Regions from separate parts of the Danio rerio genome. Here region 1 is linked to region 2. The links are chromatin contacts, called in public Micro-C maps. All regions are on one chromosome and are shown on one strand. Each heading gives the region's core, a stretch centred on a gene start, on an enhancer-like site or on the middle of the called end of the contact. The rest is flanking DNA. Distances are from core to core; before and after follow the strand shown. Region 1 holds the start of fer (fer (fps/fes related) tyrosine kinase). Region 2 holds the start of tmem232 (transmembrane protein 232).

Region 1 (4,085 bases), core at 1,147-3,646, 270 kb before region 2:
AATACTTTGTCAAAAAATAAAATAAACATAATAGTAATAATATAAAGTGTGTGTAGAGTTTTTCATGGTCATTTGCAGTACTGTATTTAGATGCACAGTAACTGATTTTTTCCCCAAATTCATTGTAAAATCTGCAGTAGCATACTGTTAACCATGTTCACAGTATGGAAATGTTGAGAATACATTATCATGCTGTGAAAACAGCAATATATACAGTAACACACTGTGCACAGCTTATACAGTAAACAACTGTTGAGAAATGCAGTATAATACCGTGAAAACAACAGAAATCGTTTACAGTGTGGGCTAATAAGATCCAAAATTCTTCAGGTTAGGAGCATTCATTTGACATATTTCCACAGAGCTTCTATGTTTCTTTATTTGGGCTTCCAAAGGACACGACACAAAGAGAGAAGTGCTTTCAATTTAATTTTAATTATGTTCCAGAGAGAAAGGGCGAGGCAGTGGCGCAGTAGGTAGTGCTTTCGCCTCACAGCTGGATTGCTGGTTCGAACCTCGGCTCAGTTGGCGTTTCTGTGTGGAGTTGCATGTTCTCTCTGCCTTCGCGTGGGTTTCCTCCGGGTGATCCGGTTTCCTACAGTCCAAAGACATGCGGTACAGGTGAATTGGGTAGGCTAAATTGTCCGTACTGTATGAGTGTGTGTTTGAATGTATGTGTGTGGATGTTTCCCAGAGATAAGTTGCGGCTGAAAGGGCAACTGCTGCATAAAAACTTGCTGGATAAGTTGGCGGTTCATTCTGCTGTGGCGACCCCGGATTAATAAAGGGACTAAGCCAACAAAATGCCGAAAATTAATGAATGAATGCTCCAGAGAGTTATAAAAAAATATATAGGTAGCATTTGACAAAGGACAGCTTCCAGAAACTTTCCCTGTTCAGTACTGGATTCAGCTAAAACTACTTAAAGAAGGAGCAGCTCTAAACATAATAGCAGAAAGTGTGGATTGTAAGCCTCAACCTGTAAGTATTTTTATTTAAAATTTATCTATTACATGCATAGTGTCTAGCATTGATGGTATGTTGTAGCAAGGATGTAAACAAGGATGTAAACAACAGGAAATGCTATTTGACACCATTAACAATTTAGCTACAAGTTCATATTTACCAGTATTTATCAAACAGTATTTACTCTAACTTATTTACACTTTGCTAGTAGAGGATCGACACTTCCTGGTGACATGGAACTGATCTGAGAATCACAGCACATTATTTTAGCTGACCAATCAGAGCCTCTTGAAGGCGGGCTTTCGGAGGAACTAGGAAATATGACGCCATTTTCATGTTAGCTGAGTAGCAGTATATAGTTAAAGACATACAAAAAAATATCATGTTATTTTTTATAACAAATGAAGCATACGCACACATTGTTTTGCACTTTATAAACACAACCAAACCAAGCCTTAAAAATACACTCTGGACCACCCTTTTAAGTATCTCTCTCTCTCTCTCTCTCTCTCTCTCTCAATTTAATTCAATTCAATTCGATTTAATTCAGTTCAGTTCAATTCAATAATCGCTTTATTGGCATGACAAATGTAACAAATGTAGTGTCAAAGCATTTATAAAGTTTACATTAAAAAGAACAAAATAATGTGTAACATGTATAATAAACACAGTAATTAGTAGTAGTTAAAAAATTCTGTCATCATTTACTCTTCCTTGACTTGTTCCAAACCTGTTTGAGTGTCTTCTGTGTTTATTTAGAAAAATGTATTTTATAAAATGTTGCAAACTGGTTGCCCATAGGCTATTTGTTTTTACTAATATGGGTGTAAACGGTTTCCAACATTCTTTAGAATCGCTTTTTGTGTGTTCAACAGAAGAAAGATACTCATAAAAGTCTGGAACCACTTGAGGGTGGGTGAGTAAAAAATGTTGAGTACATTTTTATTTTTGGGTGAACTGTCCCTTTAAGCCCAGAGTAATGAGTACGTACTGGTGCGTGTAGACTAGAGGAAATGTCGCCATCTTATGGTCGTTTCTATAATTAATTACATGCGATGGATATTTGGTATTCGTCAGACAGGCAGGCATCTGCTGACCATCCATTTAAAATCAACACTCACTGACTATAAGCTGTGACTATCTTTCTCTTTAAGTGAAGTGTTTCTAAAGTATATTAAATTGAGATTTTCAATCATTTTAGGAGTGTATATAATCGAGAAATCCTGCAGTCTCCTACTCCACACCCCTCGTGTCAGGTCAGTGAGTGACCATTAAATGAACACCTGTCCGCCTTCTTCTTTCAAGGAAAGACCTTTAAGGCAGGTACACACAGCAGTGATCATACTTGACCACACACACACAGGAACAGTTGCAGGGCTCGGAGGGTCGTGTGGTAAACGTCATAAGCCTGTGGCAGCGCTGGAGCTGAGCGGAAACCCCTCCCGAATCCCAACTCAACTCCTCCAACCCCAGTCAAAGAAAAGAGGAATACCGAGGAATCAGGAAACACGGACAAATACCACAGTACACCATTACAGTAAGCCGACGAGCTATTTTATTACATACGCTATTTTGTTCGCACGCAAATTGTGTTTAGTGCGCTGCAGGTCTCGGGAATGCGCGCTTGTGTTCAATTGTTTTGCTGTTTTTCCAAAGGAAAAGGCCAGGCAGCATTAGCAGGGCAGCGCTAGCAGCGGCTAACGTCCCACCAGCACAGGAAAGCCAATGAACATGTTCAGTAAGCGTATAAAATATGTTCTGCAGTTTGTCAACTGTCCGTCGTTGTTATTTGCGGTTGTTATGGACGTGTGAGTGTGTGCTGAATCTAAACGCAGAGTCGGCCGTCACTCTTATTAAACTTTTGACAACAGCGGTATGAACAACACAGCTAAACTGCGGTTTAATTACCTTGACCGACATAACCCATTGCAAATGAAGTCTGTAAGATCATTCTGTCACTGTGACGTTGAGGACGATTGAGAAGGGCTTTTATATTGATAAGGTAACTTTGAAAGAGTAAAATATTAACTAACGTTAATCAGTTTCCTCCCTACTTCCTTCATGTGATGCTCATAACTTATTTTAGGTCTAACATACTTTGCACATCATTACTTTACGGTTGTGGCATCAGATGATACTAATGTGTTTTATTGCAGAATGAAGGGGACATGAACGTTTGACAGGCAGATAAAGTTGGGGATTTTATACACGTACATATATGGAAGAACTTGAGAGACGATTTGGAAATACCAATTTATGGGTTTACTAGCCTGTTTGACTACAATTTTAATAGTTGTTTTCCTTTTAAAAAGTCTAATACAACTTTTAAATTACATCAACATTGATATTCAGAGTTTTAAAAAAGAAAGTAAAGAAAGAAAATGTCAAGCGGTCAAAATATCCAAATTGTTTGTGATTAAATACAATATTCCAAAAAAATACTAATTTCTTAATTTTCTCTATATACACTCACCGGCCACTTTAATAGGTACACCTGTCCAACTGATCTTTAATGTAAATTTGGCAGCAACTCAATGCATTTAGGCATGTGGACGTGGTCAAGACGATCTGCTGCAGTTCAAATTGAGCATCAGAATGGGGAAGAAAGGTGATTTAGGACTTTGAAAGTGGCATGGTGGTTGGTGCCAGGCCGGCTGGTCTGAGTATTTCAGAAACTGCTGATCTACTGGGATTTTTACAAAACCATCAACCATCTCTAAGGTTTACAGAGAATGATCACAAAAAAGAAAATATCCAGTGAGCGGCAGTTCTGTGGGCGCAAATGCCTTTTTGATGCCAGAGGTCAAAGGAGAATGGCCAGACTGGTTTAAGCTGATAGAAAGGCAACAGTAACTCGAATAACCACTCGTTACAACTAAGGTATGCAGAAGAGCATCTCTGAATGCACAACATGTCTAACCTTGAGGCAGATGGACTACAGGAGGAGAAGACTACACCAGGTGCCACACCTGTCAGCTAAGAACAGTAAACTAAGGCTACAATCTGCACAGGCTCACCAAAATTGGACAATAGAAGATTGGAAAAATGTTGCCTGGTCTGATGAGTCTTGATTTCTGGTGCGACATTTGGATGGTAGGGTCAGAATTTGACATCAACAA
Region 2 (4,140 bases), core at 243-2,742:
ACACCATAGACTGTAAGTTATGGGCATAGTATCCAGAAGTATTCAGATTCTGAAGTGCATTACAGGTCTAAAAAAAATTATATATGATAAATGATCTTAAGTAAAACAAATACATTTATAGATATGTATAAAAATTTCACTCACCTGGGAAATGGAGGCAACTTAAATGGTTTGTGAGAACAATTAAGTGCACACTGCATGCTAAAGTATCTGATAATTGTAGGAAATAATTTAAAAAAGCAACTGACTGTGTGAAGCCACATAAAACAACAAAAAAATTAGATATATATATGCCGAGTTCAGTTGCTAATCAGCCGGAATCAGCTGAGGTGACGAGATGGCGAGCAGTGAGACCTAGCTGTCGCTTAAGTGGGGCCCTTAATTATGCAGACTTAATAAAATTAAACGGTTGAGTTATAAAAAAAAAAATCACCCTCCTTACAGTTGTCATGAAGGGTATTAGCTATATGGACTAAAACCATCTTTATACCAGGCTGTAAACATGTTTTTATCAGCTGTAAAACTGGCAAATATACCATTGCAGTCAGAAATCATCTGGATTTCATGGACCCAACCCCCAAAGGCGAATTAATGAATAGCAGTTTTAGTTACTTCCATACTGGTTTCCCGAGGGAGTGTGGGAGGTTGCCGCTTGGTTCACACAGAGCAGCATTCGGGAAATTGTAATGTTACAACTTCTCTTTCCGGCAGAACATATTTACCATTATTTTTTTAAAGGGCCTGTTCACACATGGTCCGTTTCCAAAAGTCTGTTTGTGTGAAAGGGTCTATTGACTTCTATAGTATTAATTTGGAAATGGAAGTCAATGGTTGCAGGTTTTCATCTTTCTTAAAATTACCTTCTTTAGTACTAAACATAAAAGCTCATAAAGCTCTAAAACCGATTGAGGGTTTTATGTACAGGGATAATATGTGTATCATTTTTTATTGTAATACTGTATTGATATAATGCATTGTAGATTTGAATTAGCCTACTTTGTCATTATGTTTCTTCTATATAAATGTGTGTGAAACATTTTAATACCTTCCATCGACAAAGGAATTCTTTTGCAAGGTTTTCATACTTTTCCTGCTCCTTGCTACCTTGTACTTGATTGTATTTTTCAATAAAGTCTTCTGTTGTTTCAAGGGGATTTCTGTAAAATAAGAAAGAAAAGTCCTATTTACTGTCAGTTTTGTGTCAATACTACTACTACTACTAAAAATAATAATAATAATATAGTTGAATGGATAAATGGTTTATTTTTGGATAGCAAATCATTTACTTACCTTTTGAATTTTATACCTACCGTTTGATTTTTTTTCTTGCACTAACATTTCCAGTTTCTTCTCTCTTTTTTCTGTGGCGTTTTATTAATTGTTCGAGTTGAGATTGAGAAACTATTCCTAAATGATGTTTAATAGGAATTTTGAGTATAGGCATACTGATACATTCAGCAGTCAACCAGACACTGTACGTTGATAAAAAAGCACACAACGCAAAAACCTAGTTGAAAGGTTGCCATGGTTACTTTGTCAACAACACCATATAATTAAAATACATTTTATTTTATGAAATTAGAATATACACAACCTTTCAAATTGATTGCGATGCAAATGTCCTAAACGTAGACTGTGCTCGAAACGTTAATTTTGTATTATACATTTTCTGCCACCTTAAAATCCAATGGTTAATATGTTTCTGATCTAATAATTCACAATTCATAATTAGACAAAAAGCATTCTCCACGAGGAAAGCGTAATTTTGACAATTTTACTTAAAAAAATTCCCTTCCTGAAATATTCCCTTCATGGTTTGATCATCAATTATTAGGGACATTTACTCCCCTTCCCATAGAGCGCCGCTGGTGTAGTGGTATCATGCAAGATTCCCATTCTTGCGACCCGGGTTCGATTCCCGGGCGGCGCACTTACTTTTTGTCACGAATCTACGTAGTCTCCTACCTTTTTAAATCATATTACAATTGGTAACGTTACACGTCTAAACTAGCAATGTAATGCACAAAAGTTACGGTTTAATAAACAGTGCGTTAGCATTTGAGCACATTTTCAAAGCTTGCTTTTTTGTGCGCTTTGTACTTGGTACGCGCATGCGCGCTTGCATTTCCGGTCCGGCTCCTCCGCCATCTTATGTCGCCTTTCCATTGTTCATAACTGGAGTCAGCCGAGGCGGCATTTCACATTTACTCTCATTATAACAGGTTTGACGGAGATCAGAGAGGGTAACAACACTGGAAAAAGCGAGACACGGGTGGAACGCGAGATCATCTCACAATCGACACAAGAGGAGTTTCTCTCAGGGTTCGGTGTCTTAATTCTATCAGGAAAATATGATGGACGACGAGCAGCCCAAGACCCTGTACGTATATCGGCATTATACTCTAGTACTTTAGACAGCCAACTTCACATCATGCCAAGCCATAGTTTAAAAAAAACACTCTCTGCTTTGTCATTTCTCTTAACTGACGCGTAACGGCAGCTCTAAGCAGTCCTGACTGTGATGCTAAAGGAACTACAACCACAAAGCAGACGTGTAAAATCTGAGCCCCAAACAAAAGCCCTGAATGCTGGAATGAAAAATTCACACTAGATTTAGGGCTCAATATCGGGAGACAAAGGCCAGTCGTGTGATTTAAAGCATCTCGCACACCATGTGCTAGTTAGTGAGTTAATTTGGATAATTGCAGCAGGCCTTTAGAGGCCAGAGCACGGCGCGAGCACACACACTCGCACACTGCTGTCTGTGTTTGAGTGCGTGAAGTTGCCTTGTACTTACTGAAAGCTCATTGTCTTTACAGCTTTGGTAGACAAAGAATCCGTCTCATGCGTTCAGATATGTATTTATAACGCACAATGTTTAAACTGTTGACACTCAGCCCGAATGTAAATATAGATTAATATATGTTAAAATGGTTCTTATTTTGGTCTTATCAGACTGCTCGTATCCGACAGTGAGGGCTTTTGTTGCTGGCTGCGCGCTCGTGCGTGCTCCTCTGCTCTGTTTTGTCATGTCTTTGTTTGAAACCTGTACATACGATAATAATAAGCAGCTCGTTGCCGGATGGCTAATGAGGTTTTTAAGGTTAAGTAGCGGCCCGTGGGTCCTCATGCCTACCGAGTTCTTTTGTAATGTAGATTAGGCGGATCATTTTGATTCAGGTACTTGAAGATGCCACATAGTGCGTGCCTGGACCCCTATAATTAGTGTATCAGATTATAGATTTAAATAAAGGTTTCTTGAATTCAACAGGCCACTCACTCTTATTTGCTTATCCTCCTTTTTAATATTAAACCTTATTTTAAATGCAGGTATGTCGGAAACCTGTCTCGAGATGTGACCGAGGCCCTTATTATGCAGCTCTTTGGTCAGATTGGCCCCTGCAAGAGCTGTAAAATGATTGTCGATGTGAGTATATTTTAACACGTATATTAATGCAAGTTTTTGACCATCATTGTGATACACAAACAGACAGGCACACGTATGTATGTGTGTGTGTATATAAATACACACACACACACACACACACTGTGCCCATATTGAAATGCTCTTTTAGTAATGTTTAAAAGCAACACCTTATTTCCCCTTTTAATGTTACATATTAACAAGGTTTCTTTTTCAAAGACTTGATATAAGAAATTAATTTGATGTCTAATTGTACTTGTTTGCTTTCAGACGGCAGGTAACGATCCATACTGCTTTGTGGAGTTCTTCGAACATAGGCACGCAGCGGCCTCGCTCGCAGCCATGAATGGGCGTAAAATAATGGGTAAGGTAAGCTATCGTATCTACAGGGTGAGTTGGGCTGGGACGGGAGGGTGGGACTGTTAAAATCTTATGTGTATTAAACTTGACCACATGATTTTGAGGTCAATATTTAGCTTGTGAACTGGATGTACAGTGTGAACTAAAAAGGAGAGTTTGAGATGGTGACCTATAGACCTATATTTCAATATGATGTCATTGGCCCATGAAAATTTCCTTCTCGTTGTCACTATTTCAACTTTAACAAGAGGCAATTCAATGTTAATTTTATGTTCAAACACCTGACATGGGATTATTTATCAATAGTTGCACGTTGTTTGGATTCTCGGATGCTATGAAAATTAAAAATGTAAAGC

What was found. A called contact is a pair of places that touch in the nucleus more often than the background predicts.
Region 1: a Micro-C map of caudal fin shows a contact between it and region 2, with 6 times the contacts expected there. The contact joins the promoter of fer here to the promoter of tmem232 in region 2. A contact is called at or near these places in 2 of 18 Hi-C or Micro-C datasets (caudal fin and embryo) and 3 of 4 datasets of contacts at active chromatin or transcription factors (caudal fin, embryo and gastrula embryo).

Annotation. Positions count from the first base shown.
Region 1 is chr5:62,566,535-62,570,619 of GRCz12tu, reverse strand. fer (fer (fps/fes related) tyrosine kinase) reads left to right here and starts at 2,396. Exons shown (of 19, transcript XM_073951505.1): 1 at 2,396-2,968.
Region 2 is chr5:62,294,263-62,298,402 of GRCz12tu, reverse strand. It overlaps tmem232 (transmembrane protein 232), which reads right to left and starts at 1,492. Exons shown (of 13, transcript NM_001100053.1): 1 at 1,311-1,492; 2 at 1,046-1,157. The coding sequence starts at 1,444. tia1 (TIA1 cytotoxic granule-associated RNA binding protein) reads left to right here and starts at 2,173. Exons shown (of 12, transcript NM_212628.1): 1 at 2,173-2,380; 2 at 3,331-3,427; 3 at 3,695-3,793. The coding sequence starts at 2,352. trnag-ccc (transfer RNA glycine (anticodon CCC)) reads left to right here and starts at 1,860; the gene lies at 1,860-1,930.